7 separate regions of the Mus musculus genome follow, and all the other regions are linked to region 7. Evidence: chromatin contacts called from public Hi-C, HiChIP or PLAC-seq and promoter capture Hi-C data. All regions are on one chromosome and are shown on one strand. The core of a region is the stretch at or near the end of the contact, and the rest is flanking DNA. Distances in the headings are between cores, read along the strand shown.

Region 1 (2,884 bases), core at 60-2,559, 1.8 Mb after region 7:
CAGGCAGCTCTCGGAGGCCTAAAATCAAAGGCCTCAGAATCTCCTCTGAATCTTTGCAGCCTCTGCAGCACCTCTCTTAACTAGGTTGGCCGGTTGGTAGTCTCTGAGGATAATCCCCTGCTGGGGATGACAGGATGAAAGGGGTGGGAAAGCTGTCAGTTCCCAAATTAAGCTTGAGAACGGCCTATTTGGGGAGAGGAGGAGGAGGAGGCTGGAGGATAACAATAAAAAGCAATAAAGGGAGAGGAAGGGGAGGGACTTGCCAGGGTCAAAAAGGCAAGAGGCCCACCAAGACACAGCCTAACGTGCTCTAATTGTCTAGGCGGGAAGAAAGGGGACACCGCGGCGCCACTCTCCTGGGGGAGGGTCTCAACTTGTTTGATCGCGCTGATCTGTACAGAAAGGTTCCGACCCCCGTGGCCTGCCAACGGCGCCAATGACCAGCATGAGCTCTGGGCCCCCGGAACTATTAGGGAGCACCGCCCGCAGCACCTTCCCAGCCCACCCAACCCAGAGGACAGACAGGATGCCAGACGCTTTCGAGGAAAGGCGGGTGGGGAGAAGGAAGCCCTGGGCGCTGACGTGTTGCAAGGACCTCCCAAGCGCACGTCAAACCCCGGGGTGCATACTCCCGCAAGTGGTGACTTTCTCCGGTCCAGAGTTCCCATGCAGGGAGGTAACCCTGGGGCCTGGTAACACAGGGTGCAGGGGAGCAAGGGAGGGTGGCAAAGGGCAGTCTGCTCCCGGACGAACTCACCTTTAAGGAAGTAGACCCGCGGGCCGGCGGGCAGGCAGGCCAGCAGCGAGGTGAGCACGACGCGCGCGGCGCTCTCCTCCCGCAGCTTCTGCCAGTGGCGGCTACCCTGGTCCAGCACGACCACCGCCGCCACACCGCCGCCGCCCTCCTGCAGCAGCCGAGCGCGGGCCGCCTCGTCGGGCAGCACGTAGCGCGCCGACACCGCGCCGCCCCGGGCCCGCCGCAGCACCACCGAGTTGAGGTTGACGTTGAGCGAGCCGCGCACGCTCGACGCGGCGAAGGCCAGGTAGGGCCGGCAGTCGAGCACCACGCAGCGCGCCTCCGCCTCCTTGCGGAGCATCTTGCGCAGCTGGCGCCCGTCGAGCGACGTGACCTTCATGCCGCTGCCACCCAGCGGCCCGACGCTGCGCGCCCCACAGCTGCCAGAGGACGGGCGGGCCACCTCGCGGGGGCTGTGGCCTGCAAACGGAGCCCGGCGCGAGGGGCCGCGCGACGCTCTCCACGCCCCGCTCGCTGGGCTCCCGGCCCCGCCGCTCGCTGCCCCAGAAAGCTGGGGATTCCGCCGGCAGCGCAGCGTTTTATGTGAATGAGTGCGCGTCCTGTGACGTGAGTGCCCATATAAGGCCAAATATGGGTATTTCCCCGCCCCCTGGCTGACCACGCCCATGGGTGGAGCTTGCGGGCACCCGCCTCCACCCAAGGAGCAGGCTGGAGAGAGGGCGTCTTAGAGCGAGAAAGAGGAAGTGGCGGGCGATCGCTCCCTCTCTCGGGGGGCCCGGCGCCGAGAGACTCACTCACGCATCACCCCGGACTACCGGTGGAGTGTCAGGAACGCCACCAGGCCGAGGTGACCCACGCCGTGCGGGAAGAGGAGGTGACCGTGGCCGCGCTACGGAGCCCCTGGGGCCTCCCGGTGAATCCCGGATTCCGGTCGCTCCCGGTTGTGTCTGCGTTTGCAAGGAGATTTAGCCTCTGAGATGAGCCGAGATGCGGCGTGGCTTGGTCATCTTGATACTGGGGGCTTCTTTCTAACACGTTACCCCCACTTTTGTTACCTTTTAATTTTCCGTAATAAAAGTTCCTGAGAGTAAAAAGGAGGAGTTGTGAATGGGTGAGCCGGAGACGTCAAGTGGATTCTACTTCGGATGATTGACAGTCCCCTTTTGGCTCTCTCCAAAGATTGCTCTCTCCAATGTACCACCCGAGCTTCATAGTGAGACCCTGCCTCAAAGAACAAAACAAAACAAAAAGCCCCACCCCCACCCCCGAACAATACACCGACTCGGGAGCTCTGTGGTTCTGGGCAGCTTGTGGGGAGCTGTAAGGCTCAGTCCAGTTAAACTGTTGTCCGGGTGGCTTCTGGATTTGTGGGATTATGGTGGATAAAATGTAATCCCAGGCTGTCTGCCCCCGCTATTCTCTCGGGAGCTTCATGCTGCCTGCCCCCATTCCCGGAAAATTAAGTGTGATTTGTCCCCTCTGCAAGTATTTACTGAGGGCTCTGCTAGCTGTCAGGGCACGTGGGATGCAAATGCGTTCTGCCTACAAATCCTTTGCCAACTATTTCACTGTTATCTTTTCATGGAAAACAAAACAAACCAAACCCTTGCATCCATTTACAGCCCCCATAAGTGGATGAGATTTTTTTTTTTAAGGAGAAAGCAGAAATCACATTCTGCTATCCAATCAATCAGCCCAGCAACAATAATGGCTGGCATTGCTTCTGGGTCATATCTTCATTCAAGCAATCGATTCAATCACTGTATACTCTGTCCTGAGTATTCAGTGGCTGGCCTGTAATTTTAGCATCTTTGAGACTGAGAAAAAAATATCAAAAACCCGAGGCCAATCTAAGCAATATAGACGCCCGCACCCACCCCACCCCCCACACAAAACAAACAAACAAACAAAAAAACACCAAAGCTGTAGCTAGCAGGCTCCACCCACGTCTTTCATCTCAAGCCTCACGAAGAATACCCAGCACCGGCACCAGCCAGTCTTGTGTTAGACGCTTGGTAACACGGCTGGAAGCAGGACTCCAATCCATCAGCCCCAGCCCAGGGAGGAGGCCTGGTCCCATCTCGGGCCTCTGTAAGTGTCTGTGTCTGCACACCCATGGTGTGTGGG
Region 2 (2,981 bases), core at 186-2,685, 1.9 Mb after region 7:
AAGTCCTGTGCCTAACACCAGTTTCCAGGTTACCTCACAACAAAACCTACATCCAACACCAGTTTCCAGGTTATTTCCTAACAAATCTACAACCCTGCGTTTGCACCCCCGGCCCCCAGTTCTCTTGCATCAGAGAGGGTGGTGAGGCCCAAGCTCGAGCTTGAACAAAAGAACCTAGTTCAATTGCATCAGAATCAGCTCCCTGGTGGTTTTTTTTTTGGGGGGGGGCTCATGAACATTTCCTGGCACAACAGAGACTACACACAGGCACCACCATACCCATCTTTTTAATCTTCTAATCCAAAACAGTCCTTACTCCTTTTAATAGCATTGCTTCCTTCTTTGTTGCTGTGATAAAACACCATGACCAAGGCAGCTTAACGATTTTATTTTAGCTTATGGCTCCGGAGTGAGTCTATAATGGCCGGGCAGGGGCAGCAGCAGGCCAAGGACATGATGGCTGAAGTATTTTGTTGTGAGCCGGCATCAAACTGCACATACAGCGCCGAGAGCTCAAATTTAAGTGGTGTGTGTGTCTTTAACCTCTCCAATCTGCACAAGGCAGGGAACACCTCTAAACTACTCCAAATGGCCAAGACGAAGGGAGGTATTTCTCATTAAAATTACATTACTCTTGAATTATTTAAGTCAAAAAAAAATCGCACATTCTGGATGGGTGTTTCTTTCCTCACGGACATTCAACACGTTATGCTTATTATTTCCTTTAAACTCAAAAGGGCTTTGATTATACTTCCTCAGAGGTGACAGTCACTTCATGTTGACTGTCACTCGGTCATAAACATGCATAAAGTAAGGTTGTCTCACAACTAGTGATGCTGAAGTTGATCGCTGGGTGAGCGATTGCCAGCTTTGACTCTAAACATCCTACCTTTCTCTATTTTCTTACATCACATGGCTTTTACCTACCATGGGTGATGCCTAAGCACCTCAAATGGTCACCGTTCCACTTCTATCACTCTATCTTTATTGGCTATATTTATTTTCTAAACAACAAAAAACTTCCCTTCTCTTGACTTCAAGGTCTCGCTCTGTAGCCTTGGCTGGCCTGGAACTCGCTATGCGGGCTCAGACTCAGATCCGCCGCCGCCATCTGCCTCCCTGTGGGACACAAGGCACCCGCCATCACTCCCAGCCCGTTCCCGGTACTAAATCTCATCAGGGCTGGGCAGAAAGGCTCGCGAGTTTACGCCGCAGGGAACCGGAGGACAACACCCACCACAGAGAACCACTCGCTGCCGCTCCCAGCACGAGGCGGAACTGACGTAAAACGAACATGCCCTCTGCCCCCGGCGCGGCCCAGACACGTCACTTCCTGCCCATCAGACCACACCCGCTCCGCCTTCCGAGGCTGCAATCGCAGGCTGCTGAGAGGGCGGCGAGGGTCATGTGACCCGGGCGCCATCTTTTCCACGAGAGTCCGTAGGTCTCGCGAGATCTCGCTCGCCTTGTCTCTCTCTCCTCCTGCCCGAGGCCGGCTTCTCTCCCCTCCCCCTCGCTGGCGGACTTTCTCCTTTTCCGACCGAGGCTCGTCGCGGCGGAAAATCTTTCCCGGCTGCAGCCGCCCCTGACGCCGCTCGCCTCGCCTCGCCTCCCCGACCCCTGCCCGCCGTCCCGACCCCAGCCCCACCCAAGGTAACGAGCCCCTGAGGGAGAGTCAGGCCTCCTCGGGCCTCGGGCTGGAGTGGAGGTGGAGGCGGAGGCCGGAAGCGAGGGCGCCGGCGTCAGAGCTGGGCCCGGCCAGGGCAGTGTGGGGAGGCAGCGGCTCTCGCACCCCCCAGTGGACGGCCCCGGCCTGCGTGGGGGCTTCCGGGACGAGGCGGCGAACGTGGCCGTCTGGGGGAAGCCTCTGTGAGGGTGCGGGGCTCGGCGGTTTCCATGGACGCGGAGGTCTGCGTTCCCTGGTGGGAGATGGTGGACCGGGGCTCCAGCGGGCTCGGGGAAGCCCGCGCGCGGACGGGAAGACTCGGCCGGGGTTCCAGGCTTCCGGTGGGCCGGAATGTCCCGGAGGTGTCCCCCGAGGACCCGTATGTTTGCCCCGCGGCCGCCCAGAGGGGCTTCTGGACCCCTGGCGACGCCGAGCTGCGTTGGGCGAGAGGCGGGTTTCTAGGATGACCTCCGTGTGAAGGAAGAGTGAGCGCTCCGAGCGGTTCCCTCCACCGGAGAGAAAGGCGAGGAAACGCCGAAGGTGTAGTTAACCGAAAACCGCTTCCTCTGACTGGGGGGAAGAACCCGTCCGTGCGAATTTTAATTTCTCTTGATTTTTGACTTTCTCAGCTTTTGAAAAGTATGTCGCAGTCTTTATTGACATACACTGTCTTCCTATGATATATGATACTTAAAGAAGAAGCAGGGTTTTTTTTTTTTTTTCTTTTTTAATAGCATGATTTTTCCGGGGGAACTCTTTCTGTGTAGAATTGACCAGCCGTATCTGCAGTCTTTAGAATTTAATTGCCTTGAAGTTTGTGGATTAGTTAAATATGAATAAAGTTAAAATGGTGATGAACGGAACTTGAATTTTGTAGCAAGAGTGATTTAAATTAGACAGGTCAGAGGAAGTTTTTTTTTTGTTGTTGTTTTTTTGTAATTTGATATTTGACTTGCCTTATGGGCCTTTATTTTCCTCAGATGTCAGAGGATCTAGCAAAACAGTTGGCTAGCTACAAAGCTCAACTCCAGCAAGTAGAAGCTGCCCTTTCTGGAAATGGAGAAAATGAAGATCTATTGAAACTGAAGAAGGATTTGCAAGTAAGTACAGGTGGACACTTGGAGTTGAGGTTGTTTGAGAAGAGGATTTGTCTTTTTCAAAGTATGCATTCAAGACTCGTAGGCACGCAAAGCATCTGAGGAAGGCGCTCCCACGTGTATATGCTTGTTTGTACACAGGTACTGAGGCTTCTCACATTAGCTCCTCTTGGTGTACATCAGAAGGAACAAAACACTCGGTTTTGTAAATCCTGTGT
Region 3 (2,853 bases), core at 350-2,849, 1.5 Mb before region 7:
ATAAGTTCTGAAGTACATTTCAGAAATAATGCTAATGTTACTTCTAACAATATGAACAGATAAACAACTCAGTGTGTCTTCCCTCCTTTTGGGATAACATACCTTACTAGGAATGTTTAAAGTCCAGCCATTCTTTTCAAAGTAAGAAAACCTATGTATGTCTGTATGAATGCATGCATGTATGTATATACGTATGCATTTAGGAAAAGGGTCTCCTGCAGGCTAAACCCTAAGTGGTTCCTACTTGCACCTCCCAAATGCCTGGATAACCATTGTAAGCCACTACTCCCGGCTCAACCCATAGTTAGGGTCTCATTTCTGTGAATTGACACTCTTCACACCAAGGCAACTCTTATAAAAGACAACATTTAATCAAGGCTGGTTTTACAGGTTCAGAGGTTTAGTCCATTATTATCACGCTGGGACGCACAGCAGTGTGCAGGGGGTTGAGGGTTAGGGTTAGAGACAAAGAGCAGAGAGCTCTACCTCTTGATTGGAAGGCAGCAAGGAGGAGACCGAATATGTCTCACACTGGGTGTAGCTCAAGCATTTATATGAGAGCTCAAAGCCTTCCTCCACAATGACATACCCTGTCCAACAAGGCTACACCTCCTAATAGTGCCACTTCCTATGGGCCAAGCATTCAAATACATGAGTCTATTCAAGTCACCACCGCACCTTAATTGTAAAACGTACTGTAATACATTACCATAATTTGAGGAGGGAGTTGTCATTTTCTGATTAAAAAAAGACAGAGGGTTAGTAATATACCACATTGAAGATTTTCCTCCTCAGCAATTATGAAAGTAATTTAACAGTAATATGCTTGGATTTACAAACTTGCCACTGAAGACGAGTCTTAACTATTTTCACTTACAACTGTCTACACGGCCCAGAACTTTAACACATCTTTTCTCCGGACAGAGGTGGTTTGCAAAACCTCCAGACTAAAACTGCTCACCTTCCCTACCTCCTCCAACTGGGCTTAGTCACTATAATATACAACCTGCGTGCAACCATGCAACCGGATGGGTTACGCAGCCCAGGCAGGCTTAGGTCCTCTGCGTGGAGCACACTAACAAGCTTACTAGTAAACAATGGCACTCGGTGCCACTTGGAGATCCCAGGTCAATTATTATTATGGAAACCCTGCAGAGCTCTCTCCCAGAGATGAAGCTCGCATGCCCAAGTCAGCTGCTCCTGCGGACTTGGCTCACCCACAGGCAGCGCAAAGTTTGCACCATCAGAACCGGGAAGCCACAATCTCTAGTTCTCTTTTATTACTTTATGCCACTGACTCATTAGATGACCGGCCAAAGGGTGAAGAAAAAAAGATGGCAACTTCCTTCCGATAGAAAGCACCGGCTTGGGACGGGAAAGGGAAAGAGTGGCCCAACCGGACAACAACAGCCTGCTACAGCCTCCTTGGGCTTAAGTGGAGGTGGCACGGAGATGCTGGGCGGGGCCTCTAGAAACCGCGAGGACTGGAGGCGGCGCCTCGAAAACCACGCCCGCCTCCAGGTGCTTAACGTCACGCGGTCCGCGCCGCGCTGATTGGCTCGTTCAGGGAGCCCCGCCCCCTCAGCTGTAGCCGCGCCGGCTTAGGCGTCGCCGCCATCTTTGTTGATGTGTCAGCTCCGCAGGGGTTTTGGGGGAAAACCTCCGCTGAGAGCCCGGGATCTGCAGTGGTCTCCGCGCGTGACTTCCTCACCCACTCCGCGTCGGCTACACGCCGCCATGGGTTCGTCGGCCCTGGAGCCGGAGCTCCATCGGCCTCGCTAGGGTGCGGCCCGGGGCTGGACGACGGACGGTGAGTGGCCGAGGGGCGTCCGGGACGGGCGCGCTCGGGGAGCGCTGGTCTGCGCGCGTGGACGTGACGGGGTGGTAGCCCCGGGCTGTACGCAACTCCGCGCGTGGACGTGACGGGGCTGGCGGGGCCCTCGGGGGGCTGTGCCCGGAGGCGCGGCCGCTCCCCCGCCGCACCAGCGCGGTATCTCCGGGGACGCGGTCCGCAGCGTTCGGCTTTTCCAAAGATCCCGATGTATTTTCATATATTTTCACCTTGGTAGGGAAACCATTTCAGATTTCTCTCTCCCCTTCTACCTATCCTCAAAGTAGCAATCCCAGGGAAACAGCGCGCGGGGAGAATGATGGCTCAGCTGCCAACAATTCGTAACTTGTTACAATATTCACATCTTGATTGTTATTTAGAGAGGAGACTCGGGTTTGTACGCAGAACACCTGGGTTAGAGTCAGAAAAGACTACAGTAAAAAAATATGACAGCGAACCAGAAAAGATGTCTCAGACCCAGTGTCACGCACGGTCCTTTGATGTCCCAGCCTTTTCCTTTCTTCTGAAGTGGTACACAGGGTGCTTGTCTGAGGAAAAGATGAAACAAATCAGTTATGACAGTGTTTCAAAGTGCACGTGTAGCCAGCCATCCCAAGGAAAATCGGTCTGTTAAGTGTTAGGTTTATTAGCGTGGATGTGGCCTTTGTGCACTTAATTGTGAAGGAGATTAAGGACCCAGAGACAAGTGATACTGAAACGGATGCGTCTTGTGTATCAAGTCCACCGTGTGCAGCTACTTTTTAGCTCTTCGTTAATTAATGGTTACACAAATGAAACAACAGTAATGATTGGCCTACTTCTTTTATGGTTCCTTTTTGGTCTTCCCATGTTCCCATGTGCAGATTTTGGGCAGGCCATAATCTTGTACTGTTGCACCAAGGCCTTCCTTCTCCTTTGTACAGGGTAATAGGTAAGTATGACTTTGGAAGGCTACCAGAAGACACAGGGACTGTGTTTAGTTTTTTTGAAGGCCTTTTCTAATTTAAAACAATAGAAACTTA
Region 4 (3,189 bases), core at 240-2,739, 1.7 Mb after region 7:
CCCTCTCATGTAAAAGGTTCTGAAATGAAGACACATCATCAACATCCTACACACACACACACACACACACACACACACACACACACACACGCTAGGCAAACATTCCACTACTTAACTTACACCACTGGGCTCCAAAATGATTTATCCGTCTGAGTTACACAAAAATTTTATTTTTATAAAATAAGCAATTCATCGGTGCAGACACGAAACAGGTAATCCCATGGAGGAATATTAACATTCAAAGACAACTCCCGTCTCCCCTGGCCTGTCACGTCTATCGGTAGCAATTCTAAGTCTAACATGGTAAACCAAGAACACTTACTTACCGATGACATTATGTTTGGAGCTGAAGGGATCTACAATTGTTTGGTCTCGGTAACTTCGGAAGCCCTGGATGATCACCTATTAAAGAAGAGACAACCCTTGAGAACACAGAAAGCACTTCTAGGGCAACATTCTTTCCTTCTCCGTCTCTTGCTTCTCACGCAAGGCAAGACAGAAACGGTCCACTCGGCGGAGACCATTGCGATCGGGAGCAAGCAAGTTAAAGATTCGCTAAACCCCTTCCGACATGGCCTGCAACCCTTGCTGGTGCAGGGCTGCTCTGGGAGAAGCTCTCCAAACCCAGCGGCTTCGACCCCGAGCTCTGCACGACAGTAAAGGTCCAGACAGCAGGCAGGCGAGCGGGCGGGCGAGCGAGCTGGTCGCAGCTTGCCAGCCTGCGAGCCCAGTGAGAGGGCATCCTTCAGTCAAACCACTGGCCAGCCCCAATGAGTCCATTGAGAAAAAGAAATAAGATAATAAAAATTAAGTGAAAAGGGGATAGATAGGATCGCAACGCTCCGAGCCTGACCCGTCCAATAGAAAAACGTCGCCCAGCGCGTGTCCCGGGGGCTCGGCGCTCGCGCGCGGGAAGAGCATTTTGACAGAAGTAAACAACCGAGTGAGCAGGCGCGACGCGACCTGCTGCGAGGGTCCGCCCTGCTGGGGCAAAGCCTGAGGCAAGGCGGAGAGAGCCTGCAGCCCAGCCCGGGGCCTCGCGAAGGCGGTCCATGCACCGCCATGCCTGCCTGCAGAACGACGCGGCCTCCCAGCAGCTCGCAGCAGCCCGCGGCGCCCGAGGAAGCCGGGCCTCCGCCTGCAGCCCGCCGCGCCCGGTCCCGCTCGGCTCCGCTCGGCTCCACGCACCGCGCCCCGGGGGAAAGCGCCGACTGCAGCCCGGCGCTCGGCTCGTCAGGGCCCCGCTCCTCCCCGCCCCCCCAAGCCCAGGCCGGCCCTAACCCACCCGCGGCGCGCTCCGGGACACCCCGCCGCCTCTCACGGCCCTTACCTGCTTGATGTACATGGCTCCGCGCCCCTCGGCAGGGGGAAGGCGTCGCCTCAGCACCGCAGCAGCGCGGCCGCAGGCTCGGAAGACGAGCAAGACAGCCCCCTCCTCACAGCGCTCCGCTCGCTCCCGCTCGCTCCCCCTGTGGCCAAACAAAATGGCGGCGGCCGCGGAGGCGGGGCCCGCGCGTCGGGCGGAACCACGATGGAAGCGATGCGGATCGCAGGGGGAGTCTGGGCCGGTTCCACTCTGTCGCGTAGGAAAGGCCCCTCTCCCGCGGCCCTCTTAGACGGACCTGATCTGAGAAAAGGATTTTCTTATCCTCTTGTTTTGCTGAGAATCACTTGGGAGTCCGACTCGGAGGAGCCCCGCTCCAGAGGCCGGCAGGAACTACCTCCGGACGCACGGACTATGGTCGCGCCCGTGAGGGGCGGGGCCTGCTCGGCGCCAAAGCCTGGAGTGAGACGAGCGGAGCCAATCGCCGAGCGCGCCGGAGGTCACGTGGTCGCCGGGCCGCTTAAAAAGGACGTGGCCTGTCAGCCTAGCGCCCGACTTGAATGTAGGTCTCATTGTGACTGCCTGGGGTTCTGAGCTCAGAACCTCCGCGCTTCCATTATTCTCTTTATTAGCTCAGAGCGCCTCCTGCTGGTTCCGAGCCTCCTGACGGCTCTGAGAGAACTGGAGGACGCTAGGACATTTGAAGGGATTGATTTAGGGAGGTTGTCTTTAGTTTTCCAAGCCCCGATTTCACCTTGTAGCTAAGGATGACTTTAAACTCCTTATAGAAAGACCTGTACAATTGCCACAAATAAATTTCTTGAAATAGGTAAATTAAAAAAAAAAGAAAAAAGAAAAAAAAAAAAAAAAAGGAGCCGGGGTGGTGGTGCACGCCTTTAATCCCAGCACTCGGGAGGCAGAGGCAGGCGGATTTCTGAGTTCGAGGCCAGCCTGGTCTACAAAGTGAGTTCCAGGACAGCCAGGGCTACACAGAGAAACCCTGTCTCGAAAAGAAAGTAAGAGAGAGAAAGAAAAGAAATAGGTAGGTACTAGGGTCAGTCCCTAAATGTATAGGATTTTTTTTAGCCCTGGCTTTCCTAGAATTCGCTCTGTAGACCAGGCAGGCCTCAAACTCAGGATCTGCCTGCCTCTGCCTCCCCAGTGCTGGGATTAAAGGCTTATGCCATCACTGCCCGGCTAAATGTATACAATCAGTGTAGGGAGTAGAGTTCTGGGCAACTCTAAAATTGCCTACTGGGAAATAAACAAACAAACCTGGACGACCTAATAAGGTCCTGGTCACCATTCCTGCTTCCTGAGGCAGTTCTCACCCTCAACATGTCTACGAGGAAGGGCAAATCTTGTGCCCTACTGGGAATCCTTTATCTGAAACTCTGGCCAAATTCCACCCAAAGTTTGAGGGAAAAAAAAAAAAAAAAGAAAAAGTATTAAAAGAGAAAGAAAAGAAAGAAAGAAATTTAATTTAAAATTTCATTTTGGGAGTTAAGGACCTCTACCCCTGTCAGTTTGTGAGGGTTTGGGGTATATTATAAACAGAATTCTAAGCCTTCATTCAGTTCCTCAGGATGACGGCTGGGTTTGCAGTGCAGTTGGTAAAGCCCTAGTTTGTCATACAGGAGGTCTTAGACGCTTCCCCAGCACTGGGTAGCCTAGTGGCACACATCTGTGATCCCAGAACCCTGGGAAGGTGGATGCAAGATCAAAAGTTCAAATTCATCTACTGCTTAGTGGGTTTGAAGGAGACCCTATTTTTCAATAATAGTGAAGTCACCAGAACTTTTATGATGGTTTCCACTACAATGAGATTTTTACTTTCCTTCTTAGGCCTTTACACATTTTATGAA
Region 5 (3,058 bases), core at 447-2,946, 1.5 Mb after region 7:
ATAAAATGAGTGAAGTCATTGGTTCAGCCATATCAGCGAAGTGTCAGTCATGATAATGTGATTGCATCACAACTGGGGAGCAGGGGCTATGCTCAGAGACAGGTTTGAGACTTAGAACCATCCTAATTTTACCTCTCATAAGCTAGTCTCTCTGGGCCAGTACTCAGCTTCTATAAGGCCTTAGGTCCTCATCATTAAAAGGAAGACAGATGTATCCAGGCTTGTTCTGAGAGTGGAAGGGTGCATACCGTATTTAGCCCAGTTCCTACCACCCAGCAAGTAACCACTGCTATTATTATTCCTGCCGTTGTGTTATCGCTGCTAATATTATCCTTATCATTGTCACCCTGAGAACAGGCAGCATGGGAGCTCTGCCAACAAACAAGGAAGCTAAGAATGTGGAGATGTGAAAGTAGACAGAAAGGGAAGGGCAGGCAGGGGGTGGGCAGCTTCTGTCAGGAGAGAGCAGAGGTGGAGAGAGGCTCAAGCTGCAGAGATAGTGGCAACAGCCCTTGGGTGACCTCAACCAGGCAACAGCACATTGCAAGGCTGTTGAAGGTCCGTGCTGTGGCCCTGTACAGCGCAGCCACATGCTCGTCCCTGGTGATGTCCCCCTGACCAGCAGACAAGCCAGGAGCGTGTCAGTGCCCAACCAACAAAACCAACTTTGTTCACAGTGAGCACGATGGCTTCCCAGAGAAGCGATTCGGGAATTTAAAACCACTCTTGAGTTCAACTCAGCTCACTTTCCAGACTGTAACAAATGCGCCCTTGCTTGTTTGTGCTAAGATATAAACCATAGTCCAGGTGAGATTAATGAAGCCAGGCAGGAGTTACTGTTCACTGTGGGTACGACTTCACAGGAGACCCAAGTGCAACTTGCAGCTCAGGGGTCGGGCCTCTGCTGTCTCCTGGAAGCTAAATATCTCCTAGATCTTCATCTTTCCATAGTTAAATCTGACTGCACATATGCAGATCTTAGAAGAGTTCAGAGAAGCTCACCATGCCTCCAGGTGAAAGTGCCATGAACTTATGAGACATCCCCAAGTTTTCTACAACACTGTAATTCATAATTTATATTATTTACAATGTGTTTCAAGGAGAACCAGACAGGAGGAGTGCAAAGGCCCCAGATATAAAGAAAATGGGGGTGGAAAGGCTGGACGCACCCTACTGGACCAGTACCATTGTCTGCCCTGACTGCAATAAATGACATAACTACATGGTGATTAAAAGGGGAAAAACTAACTTTCCTGTAATGCTCTCAGAAACTGGGTCAGGCTATGTAGCACAGAGACGGGTTTCAAAATGCCAGGTTACAAAGATGCTAGCTCTGACAATCCAGGTCCTGTGCGGGCTGCAAGTTCGAAATTCTAGCTAAATGTCATAGATCTGAGAAGCAAGGAGTCTCAGAGATCATCTTGTGGTCACAACCCACCTGTCCAACACAGGGAGGAAAGCAAAAGCCAGGGAAGTTGATGAAATACAAAAGTCTCGTTGTTCCAACCCCAGTCGAACTCCTGAAGAGAGCAGAGCCAGGACTGGAGCCCCAGGGCTGGTGCGGGGGTGAGAGTGGAACGCAGCCTTCAGCAGGGGGGGTCTCTTCCTTCTTGGAGACAGGGAGGGCTGTTGCACACTCTCTTCACAAACAATGGTGTTGCTGGATCATCATTGGCTAGGCCTCTGTGACTAATTTCAAGATTACCGGGTCACTGCTGCTAACCCGTGTTTGGGCCTTTGCCACAACATTACCATAGGGTGATTCATATCACCATGACAGCTCTCCGAGATGATTCATAGCATCGATGATAATCCTGCGTTCTCTCTTTTGTTCTGGGCTTTTCACTTGGTAGGTTAATAGGAGTCGCCCACTGCTGCAACACACACATGCACACGCATGCACATACATTCACACACACACACACACACGCCCACGCCCACGCCCACGCACAATCAGTCTCCAGAGGAACCATATGGGTAGTGAGTTCAAATGTGATCATTTCCAGTTTACACTAAGAAGACTATATAGGTCAGACAGTGGTGTGCACTTCTCCACCCAGTACTCAGGAGGCTGAGGCAGGAGGATTGAGAGTTTGAGGACAATCCCGGCTATGTAAGTGAGACTTTGTCTCAAAACAAACAAACAGAAAACGAAAAGCACAAGACCAGGAAAGACATGGTGAGCCACCTGAGGTCATCCACAGAATAAAGGACTTTTAGTTGCATAACTGCCCACGGTCACTAAAGGGAGCGTCTAGCGCTTTATTTTCGGCCCAACTTCCCTATGTGACCTTTAGTCTCCTGTGCTCTGCACTGCTCTTATCAGACAGCGTGCAAGTCTCACGAAGAGGGCCTGGTGGTTTTCTAACTGACAGGGGTGGGACTGCCTTTCCTCTCAGGAGTGGAACTCAGCACGTGCATGAGGGAAATGATAAATCCATGCGTGCAGAGAAAGCAGTATGCGTTCCCCAGCGACCCACAAGACAGGCTTCCAGGGGGCCCAGCCATGTGACATGGTGACATGACAGACAGGGTACAGTCTCCTACACATCCATAACTGTCTCGGGATTGCTTGTATCTGCAAGGCTGTGTTGAACCAGCCTGCAAGTCTGGGGCAATTTTGGCCAATGTAGCCTCTAAGAATAACATACTCACTCTTCCTTTCTCCCATACCCTATCATTTTCTTTTTTTTAAGGCTTTCTTTGTTTTGAAGGGCTGGGGACATGTGGAAAACACATGTCTGCTACTGAGCCTCATCTCCCAGCTACTCATGTTTCTTTCTTTTAAAATACGTTTTATTTTATAAAATTATGCACCAGGTGTGGTGATGCACACCTTTCATCCCAGCGTTCAGGGAGCATAGGAAGGTTGATCTCTGTGAGTTTGAATTCAGCCTGGTCTATAAAGAGAGTTCCATGCCAGCGAGGGCTGCATAGTTAAGACCGTATCTACAGAAAAAGAAAAAAAAAAAAGTAAAAGATAAACAACTTAATTTTGTTGTTATTGATGTTTTGGTTTTTTGAAACAAGGTCTCTTGACCTTGTATACTGGGGAATT
Region 6 (2,999 bases), core at 429-2,928, 1.6 Mb after region 7:
ACATTTGAGAGGTGGATATCAGACTAATCATTGTCAGGGACTTGGTTGCGGGGTGGAGAGAGGTGCCCACGGTTACAGAAGGGTGACAGGGGTGGACTCTAGTGATACAGAAATGGGAAGCATCTTGAATGGAGAGGGGAAACACGAACCCACACATGTGATAAAAGTATACAGGACTAAATACAAATGCACAAACAAATGTGTGTGGTCCTGGAGTAGGGTGAGCAGATTATACATGTGCTGATCTTGTAATGCTATACTTCAGCTTTGCAATAAGCCATCATGGGGAGGGGCTGTATAAATGATATATATACATCAGAACTCTATATAACGTCAATATACAACTACCTCAACAACAACAAAATACAATTAGACCTTAAGAACTAAGCCAAAAACAACAACAAATTATCTCAAACTCCTAAGATTATTTTTGAGACAGGATCTCTGTAGCCCAGGCTAGCCTCCAACTTGTTTTGAGGCTTAGGACGACCTCACACATGATCCTCTGCTTCCTCCTCGCCAAGGCAGGGTTACAGGCATGCAACAGTGAGTCCACAGCAACAGTGAGTCCACAGCCGGAGCTTCGTAGATAGTAAGCAATTACTCTACTCACTGGGCTACATTGCTGGCCCAAGATTTATTTATTAAACAACTCTTTCATGATGCTTACTAATGCCAGGAACCATGTTAAGTGCTTAAGTGCTGACTTACTGCTTGCTAACACCATCCGGGGTGTGTACTGTTACTGCTCTTTCTGCCTGTCTTGGTCAGGGTTTCTATTCCTACACAAACATCATGACCAAGAAGCAAGTTGGGGAGGAAAGGGTTTATTCGGCTTACATTTCCATACTGCTGTTCATCACCAAAGGAAGTCAGGACTAGAACTCAAGCAGGTCAGGAAGCAGGAGCTGATGCAGAGGCCATGGAGGGATGTTCTTTACTGGCTTGCTTCCCCTGGCTTGCTCAGCCTGCTCTCTTATAGAACCAAGACTACCAGCCCAGAGCTGGTCCCACCCACAAGGGGCCTTACCCACTTGATCACTAATTGAGAAAATGCCTTACAGTTGGATCTCATGGAGGCATTTCCTCAACTGAAGCTCCTTTCTCTGTGATAGCTCCAGCTGTGTCAAGTTGACACAAAACCAGCCAGGACACTGCCGCCCGCCCACACCAAGGGTCGACGGTGAAGGGATGATGGGATCCCGACACAGGGAGCTGGGTCCTTGAACTCTCCCTCCTGTGAGGTCTCCAGCTCACCTTGAAGATGGACAGATGGATAAGCATGCTTAGGAGAACAACAAGACAAATCCTTCCCACAATAGACAAAGGCAACTGAAAACCCTCCATGCTCCCAGCTTTAAGGGAAGCAACCACAATGACTAGATTCTCAGGGGAAAACCTCCCAGTCAGTGGGAGATGAATCCTTTGAGCACTTTAACAGAGATTGGAAACCAGAGGGAAGAGCTAGACACGCTTAGGGGCACGCTTCAGAGGGAAGGGCTAAGGAGCCACAAAAAGCAAATGTGTCTGGGGATGGATAGGAGGGAAGGCTGAGGCTGGCTGAAACAAAACCACATAATTGCATCATGCTTAGTACAGACGCCCCAGGCCTGCAGCTCTTTGACTCCGTAGGCCTGGGACCTCTTCTCTCCCAGGGGTAAATTCCATCTGCCTTAGCAGCCTCAATCCCGCAGGCTCTTGCAAATGTTTGCCTTGCTGACGCGGGCTCTGGAGACTGAACCCAGAGCTGCGGTGGCATTCCAGGATAGGCCTGTGGTGAGGCAGCCTGACTCACAAGATTTTCAGATTATCAATAGGGAAGGCAGGAATGTCATGGCCTGTGTACATGGGCAGGAGGACATTCATCAAAAAGACAGCTGTCATGAAATCACTGCCTCCCTTTCCCGCTGAAGTGGGGCGGCACCAGTGTGTGTGTGTGTGTGTGTGTGTGTGTGTGTGTGTGTGTGTGTAGGCCTGTGTGTGGACACGCACACGCAAATATGGAAGAAAAAAAAATCATTTCCCAAAACAGGACCAAGGAGGCCTAGAATCAACCATTCAAAGGACAGAACACGTCCAAGCAGAGGGACACTGTGCCTTAGTCCTAATACTGAGAGCCCCGGTTCCCACTGTTCCCACTGAGTAATTGATGGGACCAGCACATCACTTATGGTCCAGGCTGATACAAGGCGCCAGTGGTATGTTTGGAGAGTCTGTCTTCACTGGTTTCCATGGAAATAACCTGTAGAGTTCTCAGTGGAATCCTGCCTGGGCAGTTGAGGAAAATTAAGTCTACCTGGGAACTCTGTGCTGGAGAAAGGTTGTAGGAAAGAATTCTCCATAGCCTGTGGCTGTGAGAAGACACCTTTCGGGGTTCAGTCGGAAGTAGCGAGAAGGAAACAGGAGTCTCAATTCACCATATCATAGCCCCAAATAATTCAGGTCTCCGCAATGGGTTTTGTCGAGAAAGGACATTTTCTGGACTGGTGAGAGGTCACTTGCCACCAAACTTGATAACCTGACTTCTGTCCCTGAAACCCTCATGGTAAAATGAGAGAACCCAGTCTTCAAACTTCTCCTCTAACTTCTATCTATACACACGGTGTTGCACGCACAAGCACGCACGCACGCGCGCACACACACACACACACACACACACACACACACAAAATGAAACAGAGTCCTTGCCACAGGTCTGAAAACATTCACCCCCAGAGTAGGTAGAATTTTTGTTGCCTACCGGAAGGAGCAATCCCAACTTATTTCTTGCTTTGGTTTCTGATGTCTCTGCGCCCTCAGGCCCCGTGTCACTCACTGTCTGTGAAGAAAAGGCTCCAGGCATGAAAACCAAAGGTAGACAGTCTCTGAGCCCCTTAGACATTGTGGAGCCTACAAACCAAGCCAGGGGCATCTGCCTCCAGTCATCCCATTAAGTAAATGTCAGACATCCCTCTAATCCACAGACTGCCAGTTTTCTGATGGCAGCTAAACACATCTTC
Region 7 (2,838 bases), core at 70-2,569:
AAAGAAATGTCAAGAAAATCAGACAAGGCTCCCACCTTCCCACTGTTGACAACCTAGCATGCAGGGTAATACCTGGAGGATGCTGAATTGTAAAAGTGAGCAAAGTTGTCCTGTACGAAGTTTCATATAAAACTGGGTTATAGATACCCAAGAAAGATGAGAATCACAGAATCAGGGCAGAGGTCTGAAAAATAGGAATCCTAACAAGAGCTAAGACACAGGGCTTCACAGCTGCGTATCAGTTAATCTTCACAACCGCCCTGAGAGAGGTACGAGTCTCTCGAACCAAGAAGGAAGTTTTGAAGGATAACGAAAACTTGCCTAGGAGACAACTTCTAAGTGGCAAGGGTTAGACTTGAATTCAGGCATCCTAGCTCGTCATTCTAGTGTGCCACGAATAAGGATAACAGAATTATTGACTAAAACGACAACGCTGCTGCTGCATTTACAGATCCACAATCTTGATACTTTCACACAGTTCCTTTGAATACTCATATTTTACAAAAGATAAAAAAAGATAGAAAAAAAAAAAGAAAAGGAAAAAAGAAGAAATCAAGATGCAGAGCAATGTTTCCAAGGCTATACAAGCTTTTAAAAAGCGGTGGGGTAGGAAACAGGCGCCACCCCCCCAAAATGGTTTCCACGCAGAAGGTGCTTTGCATTTGAAGCACATTTAATGCCAATCACAACCTACTACCCAGAACGCACCCCTCCCCGGGCCGCCAGCACCACCCACAGCAGCCTCGCGCCAGCGAGCCCCGCGTGCCCAGGCGGCGTTCCGCGGCCCCCGGCTCTCCAGGCCGCCCCCGCCCGGCCGGGCAGGGTACTCACCGGGAGGGAGCCGAGGGACCCTTGCAATCTTGCTGGTGATCTCAGCAGTGAGCACTGCGAAGTCCTGCTCGTACCCTTCGAAGTCGGAAGACATGGCAGCTCGGGCACGGCCGGCCGGAGCCGGGTTCTAGCGCTCAGAGCGGGACTCGCCAAGGGCGCCCGGCCTCGGCGCAGGGACCCTGTGAAGAAGTCTCCACAGCACAGCGGGAACCGGGAACAACTCCCAGCCCTGCCGCTTCCTGGTTGCTCTACGCAGTCCTTGTCCTCCGGAAACTGCGCTGCCTGCGCCTTTTCCTTTCCACCCAAATCTTCGAACGTAAAACTAAAGAAAAAGTTCACTTTCGGTGACCCCTAAAAAAAAAAAAAGACTACGAAAGCCCACATGCTCTCGGGTATCACAGAATACACGTCCCCCACACTGCAGCTCCAGAGAAACGGCTGGAGCGCCCCCAAACTCTAAGTTGCAGGCGCGGGCTTTCCGAGGGAAGATTGACGCCGCGCACCGACCGGAAGTGGCTGTGGCGGAGCTTGCGCCGAGGACCCGAGCGGGAGGCTCACGGCGGCCGCGTGAACCAGAGACGCGCGGGTCCGAGTTCCCCGCGCAGGTCTCGCCGTCAGGGTTCGCATTCGGCTTGCTCAGACTGAAGCGCTCATGACAGAGCTATAAGGAGGAGAAAATCTGTTCCGCTGAGCCCGGGCCGTCCCGGAAATGCGATGGCTGTGGAGCGGGCACCGGAGACCAGACTGAGGTGGGAGTCACCGCAGGGGGTGCAACCCGCTTACGAGGCGGTCTTCGCCTCGACCTAGTCGACCCAGCATCTCCAAAATATCGAGCCCAGACCTCGCTTAATAAGACGTTTGTCCTGTGAGTGAAGATCCCAGAGCATCCCGCACCACTACATGGGCGGGAAACTGAGGCAGGCACCGACCGGGCTGGCGCATCTGCTCCGTGGGAATCCGTTACGCATACGTCATACCCATGTGTCATAGGTCTTTTCCCGGCTCATTTCACTCCATTCAGAACTCAGGTCTACAACTATTCCCCGTGCGTGCCTTCTTCCCTTCTCCCTCGGCCCCGGAGGGAATTATCCCCCCCCCCCCGCCCGCTTAAATCCACTCTGTGCTCGTTCTCGTGCACTGCTTCAGTTGTGATTTTTCGCGCACACACATGCGGCCTTCTCGTTTTAATCTCACCCTTCTTCCTGTACCTTTAACCCCGATCGATTGCTAATGTTGGCGCTTGGGAGAACAAGTGCCCAGTTATTAATACACAAAGTATTATATGCGTAGAGCATGTCACAGTTAATTCACAACTCGTTGGGAGGCAGTTTAGAACGTCCTAAAAAAGAAGTTTGGTGCTTCTATTCTGGACTTAGCTGTTACTTGTGACCTTGGTCGGTCGATATAATCACAGTCTCTCTAAGCCAGTTTCTGTTCTAGGAAGAATTAGATACGTGATAATTAGATAAGACCCTGCTTCTCAGCTCCCTAAGTCTTTGTTCTCTCTAACGATCCACTAAGCTAGGAGTAGTCGATCCTTTCTGGCACTTTGAACAGAAGAGGAAAACTGTTTAATATGTCCGGTTTTCGTGCACTTCAAGCTCGGACTGTATTCTGGATAGGTCCAAAGTAATTATTTTTGTTCTCGATAAGAGGTGAACTCCACACTAGTGTGCTTTCGAGGTGCTGAGTCAAGTGCTCCTTGGAGTTAAATATTAAATAAATGGCATATGGACTTTCTAAACGGAGTTTTCCCATCTTGTTTTCTTTAGGCTGTGTTTCAAATCAACCTATATTCTCCTGTGAGATACAGAGTTCTGGAGGCCACAACTGAAAATGACATACCCCACCTCAGTGACCCTTCAGCCAAAGGCATGACAGCTCAGGCACACACATGGACTTGTTGCACACAGAAATGTGTGCACAGGAAAAGGAGATCTCTAGTTCTTTAGAAGAAAGAAGTCATTCTTCACCAAGATGGGCATATTCTGCTCAGTAATCAAGTTT

The links. Promoter capture Hi-C pulls out the DNA fragments that hold promoters and counts their contacts. Hi-C and Micro-C count contacts between places; a contact is called where the count stands out from the background. HiChIP or PLAC-seq counts read pairs in DNA pulled down with a chosen protein or histone mark.
Region 1: a contact with region 7 is called in a promoter capture Hi-C map of pre-B cells. The contact joins the promoter of Dusp5 here to the promoter of Vti1a in region 7.
Region 2: a contact with region 7 is called in a promoter capture Hi-C map of pre-B cells, with 5 times the contacts expected there. The contact joins the promoter of Smndc1 here to the promoter of Vti1a in region 7. A contact is called at or near these places in 5 of 39 promoter capture datasets (the HPC-7 cell line, cranial neural crest, hematopoietic stem and progenitor cells and 2 more), 2 of 484 Hi-C or Micro-C datasets (B cells and CD4 T cells) and 2 of 115 datasets of contacts at active chromatin or transcription factors (astrocytes and neural tube).
Region 3: a promoter capture Hi-C map of pre-B cells shows a contact between it and region 7, with 2.9 times the contacts expected there. The contact joins the promoter of Ccdc186 here to the promoter of Vti1a in region 7. A contact is called at or near these places in 4 of 39 promoter capture datasets (the C10 cell line, liver, neutrophils and 1 more), 1 of 115 datasets of contacts at active chromatin or transcription factors (astrocytes) and 1 of 9 other capture datasets (liver).
Region 4: a contact with region 7 is called in a Hi-C map of B cells, with 8 read pairs. The contact joins the promoter of Smc3 here to the promoter of Vti1a in region 7. A contact is called at or near these places in 3 of 39 promoter capture datasets (HPC-7-derived erythroid cells, hippocampal neurons and pre-B cells), 1 of 484 Hi-C or Micro-C datasets (B cells), 7 of 115 datasets of contacts at active chromatin or transcription factors (the 230-238 cell line, the NIH/3T3 cell line, astrocytes and 4 more) and 1 of 9 other capture datasets (adipose tissue).
Region 5: an H3K27ac HiChIP or PLAC-seq map of extraembryonic endoderm stem cells shows a contact between it and region 7, with 7 times the contacts expected there. The contact joins the enhancer-like site here to the promoter of Vti1a in region 7. A contact is called at or near these places in 2 of 39 promoter capture datasets (hippocampal neurons and pre-B cells), 4 of 115 datasets of contacts at active chromatin or transcription factors (acute myeloid leukemia, embryonic stem cells, extraembryonic endoderm stem cells and 1 more) and 2 of 9 other capture datasets (adipose tissue and embryonic stem cells).
Region 6: an HNF4G HiChIP or PLAC-seq map of pancreatic cancer cells shows a contact between it and region 7. The contact joins the enhancer-like site here to the promoter of Vti1a in region 7. A contact is called at or near these places in 2 of 39 promoter capture datasets (embryonic stem cells and pre-B cells) and 3 of 115 datasets of contacts at active chromatin or transcription factors (astrocytes, embryonic stem cells and pancreatic cancer cells).

What each region holds. Positions count from the first base shown.
Region 1 is chr19:53,527,570-53,530,453 of GRCm38.p6, reverse strand. Dusp5 (dual specificity phosphatase 5) reads right to left here and starts at 1,309. Exons shown (of 4, transcript NM_001085390.2): 1 at 758-1,309. The coding sequence starts at 1,136.
Region 2 is chr19:53,389,088-53,392,068 of GRCm38.p6, reverse strand. It overlaps Smndc1 (survival motor neuron domain containing 1), which reads left to right and starts at 1,435. Exons shown (of 6, transcript NM_172429.3): 1 at 1,435-1,653; 2 at 2,647-2,766. The coding sequence starts at 2,647.
Region 3 is chr19:56,820,945-56,823,797 of GRCm38.p6, reverse strand. Ccdc186 (coiled-coil domain containing 186) reads left to right here and starts at 1,599. Exons shown (of 16, transcript NM_170757.2): 1 at 1,599-1,810.
Region 4 is chr19:53,598,696-53,601,884 of GRCm38.p6, reverse strand. It overlaps Smc3 (structural maintenance of chromosomes 3), which reads right to left and starts at 1,489. Exons shown (of 29, transcript NM_007790.3): 1 at 1,331-1,489; 2 at 327-402. The coding sequence starts at 1,345.
Region 5 is chr19:53,799,414-53,802,471 of GRCm38.p6, reverse strand. All of the region lies in intron 1 of Rbm20 (RNA binding motif protein 20), which reads right to left. Among named protein-coding and RNA genes, the nearest start is that of Gm30890, 14 kb to the right of the region's middle. Within about 2 kb of position 1,696, at least 148 of the 459 cell types and tissues checked have an H3K27ac peak or open chromatin away from gene starts, as enhancers often do. A contact at or near this core is called in acute myeloid leukemia, extraembryonic endoderm stem cells and hippocampal neurons, where this site is marked.
Region 6 is chr19:53,730,715-53,733,713 of GRCm38.p6, reverse strand. The region is part of intron 1 of Rbm20 (RNA binding motif protein 20); the gene reads right to left. Among named protein-coding and RNA genes, the nearest start is that of Gm30943, 22 kb to the left of the region's middle. Within about 2 kb of position 1,678, at least 99 of the 459 cell types and tissues checked have an H3K27ac peak or open chromatin away from gene starts, as enhancers often do. A contact at or near this core is called in pancreatic cancer cells, where this site is marked.
Region 7 is chr19:55,314,538-55,317,375 of GRCm38.p6, reverse strand. It overlaps Vti1a (vesicle transport through interaction with t-SNAREs 1A), which reads right to left and starts at 1,319. Exons shown (of 8, transcript NM_016862.4): 1 at 832-1,319. The coding sequence starts at 925. It overlaps Zdhhc6 (zinc finger, DHHC domain containing 6), which reads left to right and starts at 1,340. Exons shown (of 11, transcript NM_025883.4): 1 at 1,340-1,580; 2 at 2,604-2,838. The coding sequence starts at 2,809.